Regions from separate parts of the Mus musculus genome. Here region 1 is linked to region 2. Evidence: chromatin contacts called from public HiChIP or PLAC-seq data. All regions are on one chromosome and are shown on one strand. The core of a region is the stretch at or near the end of the contact, and the rest is flanking DNA. Distances in the headings are between cores, read along the strand shown. Region 1 overlaps Zfhx3 (zinc finger homeobox 3). Region 2 has its middle 26 kb from the start of Lncbate1.

Region 1 (4,822 bases), core at 596-3,095, 170 kb before region 2:
AATGACAAAGGGGAAGGGGGGGGCGGGGCGGGGAGTCTATGACAAAAACATTTAATACTTACTATATTGGTAGCTACTTAAGGGGGAGAAAAAAAGAAAAAGACACGCCAGCTTTTATAATCTATAGTATTCTAAATACAGATTTGGGATTTAGTCTCCCATTCGATACTTGTCTCTCATCTATGAGATCTTCCTTACCCATCCACCCTAAGTCTTGTGGAGGTCTTCCCATCCTGGCCTTAGACACGGCGGGCCTGAATGTGATTTGGTCCCCATAAAGCAATGAGCACACACACTCTGCCTTGGAGATGACAAGTCACCCTTCACCAACCAGAGGAGGTTTGTTTCCTGGCTGTATCAGCCACCCCTCCTATCCAGTGGGTGCACCGCCACGTGCCCCCATCTATGCTTATCCCTCAATGTCTTCTCAGTTCACCCCTCACCCCAGGCAGGCTAAAAATCAACACTTCACTGCTTCCTTTGATGGCATCCAGAACTCTTCTACCTCCTCCCAAGCCCTCCTCAAAAGACCCCTTTTCTGTTTCCTTCCTCCTAGCTACTGGGGCTGCTGAGCACAAGCAAGGAGACGGTGTATAGCCAGGTCATCTGGCCCAGTCCAGTTTCAAAATGGCACCTCAGGATGTTAACATTTATTTTAAATAACATCTCCTGACTAAAGTAATAAGAATTCAGTATGTATAGGTATAGGTATAAGTATGTAAAGAAATCAATATCCACAAAGAGACCTTCAAGCTAAAGGGGGAAAAAAAAATCACTTGTAATGCCACCAGCCAGAGGACTTGAGAACACAGAGAGACAGGCAGTTTCCCATGCCTCTCTCTCTCTCTGTGTCTCTATAGTTCTGGGCTTTCTCTATCAACCTCAGATGCCCTGCTCCTTATAAGGGGAAGGATTTCTCTTAACTTAATTTAGCATGCACTTTTCCCACGACATCATATGCTCTTCCTAAGTTAGCACGAACAGCCCCAGTAGATGCTGCACCTACAGACACGGCATAAATTGACCAAATGTTACTACATTTAAATAGACAGTCCAATAATCCCCAATATTTCACTATTTGTATCTGCAATAAAAGCCCATGAATCTCTGTATGCATAAGAAGAACCACACACATGAGCAGCGGCCATGCCTGGAGTCCACCCAATAGGACCAAGTGGCTGTAAGCACCACAGTGACTACACCAAGTCATTAGGTCCTTGCAAGAACCCATTTTACAGATGAGAACAGAGAGGCTTGTAAAGCTGAATACAAGCTGAAGGGGTGCTCTAAGTCAGCCTCTGAAGCCACAGTAGTGCCTCTTACTACAAACCTAGCACTTGCCCATGGTATTCTGGTTCAATTTCCTTAGCATACACTTTAAAGAAGAAGAAGAAGAATGGCTGGTTCTAAAGGGAAAGATATTCAAGACTATGGCGTGTAAGCCAACCTGTCTTCCAACAAAGATCTTCCAAGTCCCACTAGCATTGGCCCCGGGCGTCAAGTTCCCTGCACCATCAATAGTGGTATATTTGCGTGTGAAGACAATGTTGCTCCAGCAGGTAAGAAACTACATTTCAACCTACCTCCTTTATTGGTTAAGACTGACTACATCGGCAGCTATTTGTGAGGTGCACGCTATTTCTATGACAGGAGCTGTTATCCTTTGCCCTGCTGATTAATCCAAGGGTTTCACAGGACTCTATAGTCGGTCCCTTCTCCACTGGACTGCGCCAGAGTCCAGTGTCCCACAAACAGCTGGACTAGAGTCCCACTTACTCATACCTCGGCTCAGACAATGCTCTCCTAGTCCCTCCTTTGAATCACAACACTTCCTGACAGTGGATGCTGCCATGGCTTCACTTCCTCAAAAGCTGTCTGCCTGGTCCCTGGTGAGTTCCTCCTTCCCTAAGTGATTGCACAGGACACCAGACGGCTTGCTGTGTGCCAGAACCAACCGTGGGACTCAATGAAATTGCAAAGATGTCAGGCCCTACTCCACCCACCCACCCACCCACACCCACACCCACACCCACACCCATACACACACAGAGAGACAAATCAAGTGCCCTTCTGGTAAGGACCAAGTATCCCTTCAAGTGAGCAAGGGGATACCGCTGTCTCTAGGACTCCACCCCTCTCCATCCTAGGTCACCCATGCCAGCCCCACCTTGGGTCAATGGCTCGGGTCAATGGCTCTCACTCTCTTACATTATCTTCTGCCATCTCCCCTGCCTTGAGAACTGCTCACCACTGCATCCTTAAATCATCTCCCTTCGCTTCTCTGACTCACTCTCTTGGCTCTCCTCCCTCTCCGATCTCCACATCACCTGCCCTCTTCCCATTCCTAAGTTCTCTGGGCTATATACTTTCCAATAAAAATTCACTATGATTGCAACCCGCAGAAATCCCTCCCCGTGACTCTCCTGCTGCATTTAAGCTCTGTGGTACTTCTTCCTCTTGGCTCTCTGCTCTCATCTCTGTATATCAACTACCTTAACTACTTCTGTGGTTTCAATTACTGAAATTACGAACTGACTCCCAAAAAGTCCATTCCGGACTTATGGCATGAACACCCGCCCTCCCTCCCGCTTCCAGCAGACCACAAGCTATCTCTAAGTGGCTAGCTTTCCACCACTCACAACCTGTCCTGACAGAGCATGCCCAAAGGGGGCTGCCCCGCACTGTCTGACCCTGTCTCTCTGGAAGGAACTCTTGGTACCACCTTTGATTGTAGAAAACTAGAAAACCACTTTATGCTTTCTCTCCCCAAGAACCAATGGCCAAACTACTTAGTCAAGTCTTAAACTCTCCACGCTGGCTTTACGTCCTCTCGGGTCTACTCTCTCATTACAGCGACACCCACTTCGGTGGTATAACAGCGGATGTGTGTGAGCTTCCTTTTTCCTTCTTCCTAAATTTCCTGAGAGGAAGTTTGTCACCTAGCTCTGAGCAGCCTCAGTACATAGATTTTCTTTTCTTTCCCTAAGAACTTGGGCCTTTTTCATTTAAGGGCAGCACTTTGGGGGCTTCCCTGGAGCATATCTGAGTTGCAGGCATTACCAGTCTTTAACCTTGTGGCCACTGGTAAGTGAAATAAAGGTTTCTTGAACAAGGGCACCTCCACATTATGATAATCAAGGGGCTGAGAAGGCCAGCAAGGGATGCAGAGAGGGGTAGTGCATACAGCACAGATCCACTAGACAGAGGGATGGCTCATGATGCGAACTGATCAGAACCGAAGTGGCAAAAGAGTTTGCCACACTGGTTGGACTGTGAAACGTATAAACTGTTTCTGGAGTTTTCTACTGAGTGTTTCCAGGTTACTACCCATGACACTGACAGGGAGCTGAAATCTCAGAGAGCAAGCCTGGCTAGGGAGGGGCCCGTAAGTCAGTGAATCACCTGCTGTGCTTCTTTTCAAGGGGGTCTGGCCTCAACTTTCTACCCTCAAAACTTTGCATCTCTGTGCCCGCAGCGCCAAGCTCTCCTCGGAATTTACCTGGACCTTTAAGAGACACGTGATCGAGTTTCCCTTGGGGTGATACAGCCCACAGAAAGTTCTCTCCTCTCCAGAACCCTGAAGTCATCTCCACCATTCTGTTCTTCACTAAAATTATCTCCATGGCATTGTGTCATTGTGAATCCCCTAGCACAGGACACATGTAGCATACGATGGATAAATAGTGTATTTTTTTTTTCTATTTCATGCAGGGGTTCTCAAGCTGTGGGTCACAACGCCACAGGAGTGGCATATCAAATATTGCTGCATATCAGATATTTGTAGTACGATTCATAACTAGCAATATTACAGTTATAAAGTCATGACAAAATAATTTTACCACAACAATATTGGAGGATTGCAGCGTTAGGAAGGATGAGAACCACTGATCTAGAGGAATCTTAAATAGTGGAAACGTGAATCTCTGCCTTGATTTCTTTGAGTTTTTGTCTTTTGAGACAGGGTCTCACTATGTAGTCTTGGCTGGCCAGGAACTCGGGGTATAGACCAGGCTGGCGTCAACCTCACAGAGGTCGCCTATGAGGGGTGTGTGTGTGTGTGTGTGTGTGTGTGTGTGTGTGTGTGTGTGTGTGCACATATATACACACACATTCAGAAAAGATATAATACTGAATAATAATAACAACCCACCAAAGACTTCTCTAATTGTCTCAGTATTTTGTACTTTTGGGTGTTAGATTGGTCATTTCTCATTCTAAAGTTACTGAAGGTCTGATGTAACGGAAGTCTAAGAAGCCAAGCAAATCCCTGAGTGCAATTGCTCAGAGGGAAGAGCCTATCAGGGAATATGAGAGTGGACTGTGCTTTCTGTCTGCCAGAACAGGTTATCAAAGCCAAGTTCACTAGCAAAACAGAAAGAGGAGCTCACAAGTGCCCCTGAACTACTGGGTGTTTCTCTTCATCGTCAGAGCAATCCCCTCAACAACAGAAGGACTGCTGAAGTTCAAGGCTGTGCGGACGGACGTCAGAGAATCCAAACTTAGGCAGACTCCCTGTCTACGTTGCCAGTTCAGGGCTTCGGCAAGAGGCGGGCCCTTCTTTGATGTGTGTCAGATTCGTGAGATACAAACTACACACTAGCAGAGGCTTTCCTCTGGTCCTGTGGTAGCCATGTCCAGTACCTAAGAGCACCACCAAAGTCTCCCGGAAGGGAAAATATATCCATATCAACAACTCAGCCAGCCAGTTGTCACAGGTGATGGGAAAGCCAGAAAAGGGTGACAGGAGAGGTGGCTTCCTCCTTCCCCTTTCTCCTTCCCCCCAACCCCCCATCCCACCCCACACCAGCAGCAACCACCTCCA
Region 2 (5,299 bases), core at 176-2,675:
TGTGGGGGGGGAGGCGATAATAATAAATGAAATGGTTCAGGACAGGTCCCATCACAAGGAATATTTTCAGACTAGAAAAGAAAGTTGTTTGGATTAAAAAGATATCTAAAGAAAATATGTTTCCCAGGGATAGCTGGCTCCTTTCACAGACACCCAAACTTTGTACACAAACCAGGGCCTCACACTTTTTTTTCCCCCTTTTTCTTTTTCACATGATTGGAATTAATAATGTAGATAAACCCTAAACAAATCGGGATTAGTGTTAACTGTGTTTTGAGATTTAGGAAGCAATTGGAAAGAGAGAGAGAGAGAGAGAGAGAGAGAGAGAGAGAGAGAGAGAGAGAGAGAGAGAGAGAGAGAGAGAGTTGCTTAAGAAAAAAACAACCAAAACTCTGAACTGCCTGGACTGCCTGGATTATGGGATGGAGAAAGGAGTCATGGGAAGGGGGTGGGGGAAGGGCGAAGAGTAACAGCAAGGAGGGACCAGCTGAGCTGGCTAATCAAAGCCCTTCTAATCATAGCAACTTTGGAGATGTGTTCAAAGGCTCTTTCCTGACCACAGGCTGGGCGAGGTCACAAGTGAAATGCAGTTGCTGGGGAGGGGGAGGGGTGTCCGGGATTTGGGGAGAGAACTCTGCCATCTCACTTGGAGAGGGGAGGCCTCTTGGAGCATCTCAGGAAACTGGCCCAGCTCTCTAGCGGGGAAGGAACAATTCCACCCCGGACTTGCACAACCTGTAAAGAGATGAAATATTCCACCCCAGCATGTTTGTTCCTGCCTGGAAAGTTCTTCCTAGAGGACGGGTCTCGGGCATGAGAATCATTTTCTTTTCATGGACAAATCATTGCATGACAGAGTGAATTTTAATGAAGTCGTTTAGATTCTTTGATGTATCTCCGCTTGAGTCATTGAAAATGGCCCCAGCACATGGACTCGGACAATCCATTTCTTACCTTTACAGGAACCCCTTAAGGCTCACGATGATGCAGACCAAGTGCATTTCTTTTCGTCCCCTTTGAAAGCTCAATTCCCAGTAAAGAAAGGGCCGTAGAAGCTCTTCATTTAGCCAAAGGAAATAGTGTCTCCAGACACATATGGCTGAAGAGCTGGCTATGCAGCCAGAGTGAGGCGAGGGCATGGGGCAAGCTTTGCAACGACGATGTCGACCTTCTCCACCACGCTGGTCTCAATGGATGCAGGCATGGTTTAACTTTCTCCTTCCCCGCCTGCTACTGAGCTGCCAGCTACACAGCTCCCCTTTGCTGTGACCTCTCCTGGTGCCTGCTTCAGGTGGCTTCTCTTTGTTACTATTTTGTCCTAACCTTCCAGCAACCAGGCTAGTCTGAGGTTTCTTGGAACTTTTGGGGGGTTCGAGAGATCGTGTCCCCCCATCTGTTTCCTGTTCCGCTTTTCAGCATTTCCTCTTCTCTCGCACAGCACTGAGAGCTCGAGGCTTGGGACATGCACGCCCTGTCCCTGTCTTGTAGTACAGGAGTTTATTATCTTTGTAGGTTTTTTTTTTTTGTTCCCTCCTCCTGGAGATGCATCAGAATGGGAAGACCTGAGAGCCATGGGGGCTGGGTGACTTTTTTTGTTTTGCAATGTCTGTTGCCTGTAGATTGTGCAGTAGATTGGTACCAAGAAAAAAAAAAAAAGCAGCGTGCATTTTAAAGGACTCTTGATAGTTACCATGGTGATATGAGATTTTGGTAAATAAAAATATATTCTGGGGAACAAGAACTAAGTCAGAGGTTTAACCTTCAGAAAACCCTCATTAGACTAACGATGGGTGAAAAATGAAGGACAAATGCTAAAATCATGGACACGAAGTAGTGTGAACACAATTTCAGCCTAAAAATAAAGGTTTTTATTTTCCCAGTTGAAATATATATCCTTACAAGCAATCCCAAACACCATCCAAAGGCAAAACAATGCACTGTTAGGGGTACATGATCTTCAGGCTTCAGAGGTCTGCATAAAGGGCATTTGTCTTACAGATAATGGGCATCTCCCAGACACCAGCTCTTAAAAAAAAAAAAAAAAAAAAAAAAAAAAAAAAAAACCACGGAGGCTGAGCCATCAACCTAGGACCCATTGCTCTGATCTCCACTTGAACAGATCCCCCGATGGTACTACGATATAGTACACTGGAAGTGGAACCTACCGATACAGTGAGACACAATTACTCACACTTGTATCATAGAGGCACATATACCGTTTTCCATGTAGATAGACACGCATAAATACACAGCTTTCCCTATCTCTCAGTCCTCATCTGCCCACTCAGCCAAATATATGTTTAAAACACGTGAGAAAGTTACATGTATATAGGACCAGCCCGGATTTTTTCCTCTTACCAATGTTCCCTGAACACACACAGTAAAACAATTTACACAGAACCTACATGGCATTAGAGACACGGGATCTAGAAGTGACCTAATGTGTAGGAAGATGTGTGTAGGTTACATGCAAATACCATGTTACTGTACATGAAGGACTCAAGCAGTCACATACAGACTTTGGTATCTGAAAAGGGCTTTTGAGTCAGTCCCCTAAGATGACTGTTGATGTGTATGTAGACACACACACACACACGCACACACACACACACACACACACACACACACACACACACACACACAAGATTGGGGTGAGGGTTGAGCATGCTCATTCAAAAAATTCGAAATCCAAAAAGTTCCCAAACTTTTTGAGTGTCAATTTGAAGCTATGTGTAGAAAATTCTTCACCTGACCTCAGATGACAGATTGTCATCACAGTGCAGGTACACTAAAAATATTGTATAAAATATCTTCAGGCTATGTGTATAATGTGCAATGGGAAGGGTAAATAAATATCAAATTAAAATGGATCATGTTCCCCCATGACTCATTATGCATATGCAAATATTCCAAAATTGAGGGGGAGGGTGGGGAATCTGAATCATCAAATACTTCTGGCACTAAATATTTTGGATAAAAAAATACAGAGAAAGAGAGAAAGAACAAAACTTTTTCTGATAATACAAAAGTCAGGCTTATTGGAAGTACTGCTAGTAGATAGGTGGTAATTTCTATTTAACTAAATAATTTTTGGTACTGAGAAATAACTGTCTAATTAAAAAAAAACCAAAAAAAATACAAAAAAATCAAAAAACAACAACAACAAAAAAAACCAACAAAAAAACCCAAACCCATGACCATTAAAGGCAATGATAGACTTGGGATGCAGCTCAGTAGAGAGGGGGTTTGTCCTTTATGTACAGGAGCCCAGGTTTGATCTCCAGCACTTCCTAAACCAAGTGTGGTAGCACCCTCATCCCTACCCCTGCAGTTGGGAGGCAGAAGCAGGACCACTGGGGGATCAGACAACGGTCTGGAGGGTGAGGCAGTCTGAAGTAGATTTTCAGAGAATCAATCCCAGGATTGTGAGGAGACATCTTCCAAAACAGGTAGGAACCCTTCTCCTGGCCTTGTCTGTCAAGGTCCTATCTGTCACTGGATACTCTCTCTCTCCAGCTGCACTGAGGATTTTATTAGCCTTAAGAAATGAGTGAGCTAGGGCCCAGTCAGAAGAGGCCAGATGTAACCAGTTCTGTAACTGAGCCATTCAGAAGAAGGAGAAAATGCCATTGGTAGGCAGGGCCACAGGGACATCTCAAGGGTGTTGGTCCCCTCTGGTGTCCTTTCCTCATGTGGCTGACAGTGCAGACTAGCTCCACATTGGTTGAGGGGGATGGTAACTGGTAAGTCCTGGGGTTTCAGGACAGTTATTTTTATTGTCTGTATCCACCAACTAGCAAAGACCTTCTCTGTAGGGACTATATTCTTGGTGGTCTACTTGAAACAGACATCAGGACTCAACACAAGCTAATTCCATCCTGTTCATGATAAAATCTGTTCCAGGCGATTTTAGGCATCTTTGTCAAAGAGCTGGCCCCTCCCAGAAATAGTGGGGTATCAGGAAGAGACAACAACTCTGGTACTTTTCCCACTGGCCCTTCGAAAACAAGCTCGCTCACCGGCTCTTAGCTGTACCACACTGCTTCTTGGCTTACAGAATCGAAACAGAGAAAGCTCTGGAAGTTTGGAGAGTGATAATTAAGTCTGAATTGGATGGGATATTTGTAATTTTGAATGTTTGAATTCTGGGAGGAAAAAGCTATGTCATGTTGTTGGCCAAGTGACCCTAGTCATTAAGATTCCTACGGCATTATTTAGTTAGCTGGCTTTTTATAACTGTGGGGTTTGCTGTGAGATGTGAAGGAAGCCACGGGTCTCAGGGGGATGCCTGGAGTTCCAGGGAATATCTGCTCATATCAGAAGCAGCAGAGCCTTCTTCATCCCACCCTTGTCTCTTACATTAGCCTTTCTGAACTCCCTCCGATCCAGGGATAGAGACGAGTTGAAGAGATCTGCTGAAATAATCTTTTTTTTTTTTTTTTTTTAATAAAGCCATGGAAACTATGTCCTGATCCAGGAAAGAGAAGTGAGGCAGGAAAGGGAGGGTCACACTTTTTAAGGAAATCGTGCAGTATTTTGGTAAATCATTTGTTGAGAGAGAGAGAGAGAGAGAGAGAGAGAGAGAGAGCATATCAATTATGTCCTAAGAATAGAACATTGCTAGCGTACATCGGGCCTTTCCTAGGCTGGGTCAGCTGTCCAAGCATTTACCAGCCAATGGACCAGAGACTTCAGCTCCTAGACAAACGTTGTGAACATTCCCACGGTGTTGTGGTTTGCTTGAAGCAGGACATAGGATGACATTTTATGAGGCATGACCCAATTGTGTAGGACCCTTACAAGACAGGAAGGGCTCATCCCCTGCAGAGTAATGAAATGGAATATACTAAGAAAAACACTCTCTCTCTCCCTCTCTCTCTCTCTGCCTCTGTTTCTCTCTTTGTCTCTCTCTGCCTCTGTCTGTCTCTCTGTCTCTCTCTGTCTCTTTCTCCCTCCATCTCTTCAAGGCTTAAAAAAGAATTTGTCAGGGGGTTGGATGGCTCAGTGGGCAGAACACTTACACACAAGTATGAGGAGCAGAATTTAGATCCTCAGTAAATGCCAGGACAAGTGTGCAGCCTGCCTGCATCCCAGTGCCTGTAAGGCACACACCGAGCATCCTTAGGGCAATCTGGCTATGTAGAGTTGCTGACTCGGTGAAGAGAGTCCGCCTGAAATACAAAGTGGAGATCGATCAGGAGTCACCTGATGTCAGCCTCTGGCCAGACTCCACATGCGTGTGCATGCAGTGTGTCCACAACCTGTGAACATTCACATACGCAGGTGCATGCCAACCATC

What was found. HiChIP or PLAC-seq counts read pairs in DNA pulled down with a chosen protein or histone mark.
Region 1: an H3K27ac HiChIP or PLAC-seq map of microglia shows a contact between it and region 2, with 4 times the contacts expected there. The contact joins two enhancer-like sites. A contact is called at or near these places in 3 of 115 datasets of contacts at active chromatin or transcription factors (embryonic stem cells, fibro-adipogenic progenitors and microglia) and 3 of 9 other capture datasets (adipose tissue, liver and pancreatic islet).

Annotation. Positions count from the first base shown.
Region 1 is chr8:108,778,409-108,783,230 of GRCm38.p6, reverse strand. All of the region lies in intron 1 of Zfhx3 (zinc finger homeobox 3), which reads right to left. Among named protein-coding and RNA genes, the nearest start is that of Zfhx3, 66 kb to the right of the region's middle. Within about 2 kb of position 1,845, at least 36 of the 459 cell types and tissues checked have an H3K27ac peak or open chromatin away from gene starts, as enhancers often do. A contact at or near this core is called in microglia, where this site is marked.
Region 2 is chr8:108,608,272-108,613,570 of GRCm38.p6, reverse strand. It overlaps a transcript of Zfhx3 not described here. Among named protein-coding and RNA genes, the nearest start is that of Lncbate1, 26 kb to the right of the region's middle. Within about 2 kb of position 1,425, at least 60 of the 459 cell types and tissues checked have an H3K27ac peak or open chromatin away from gene starts, as enhancers often do. A contact at or near this core is called in microglia, where this site is marked.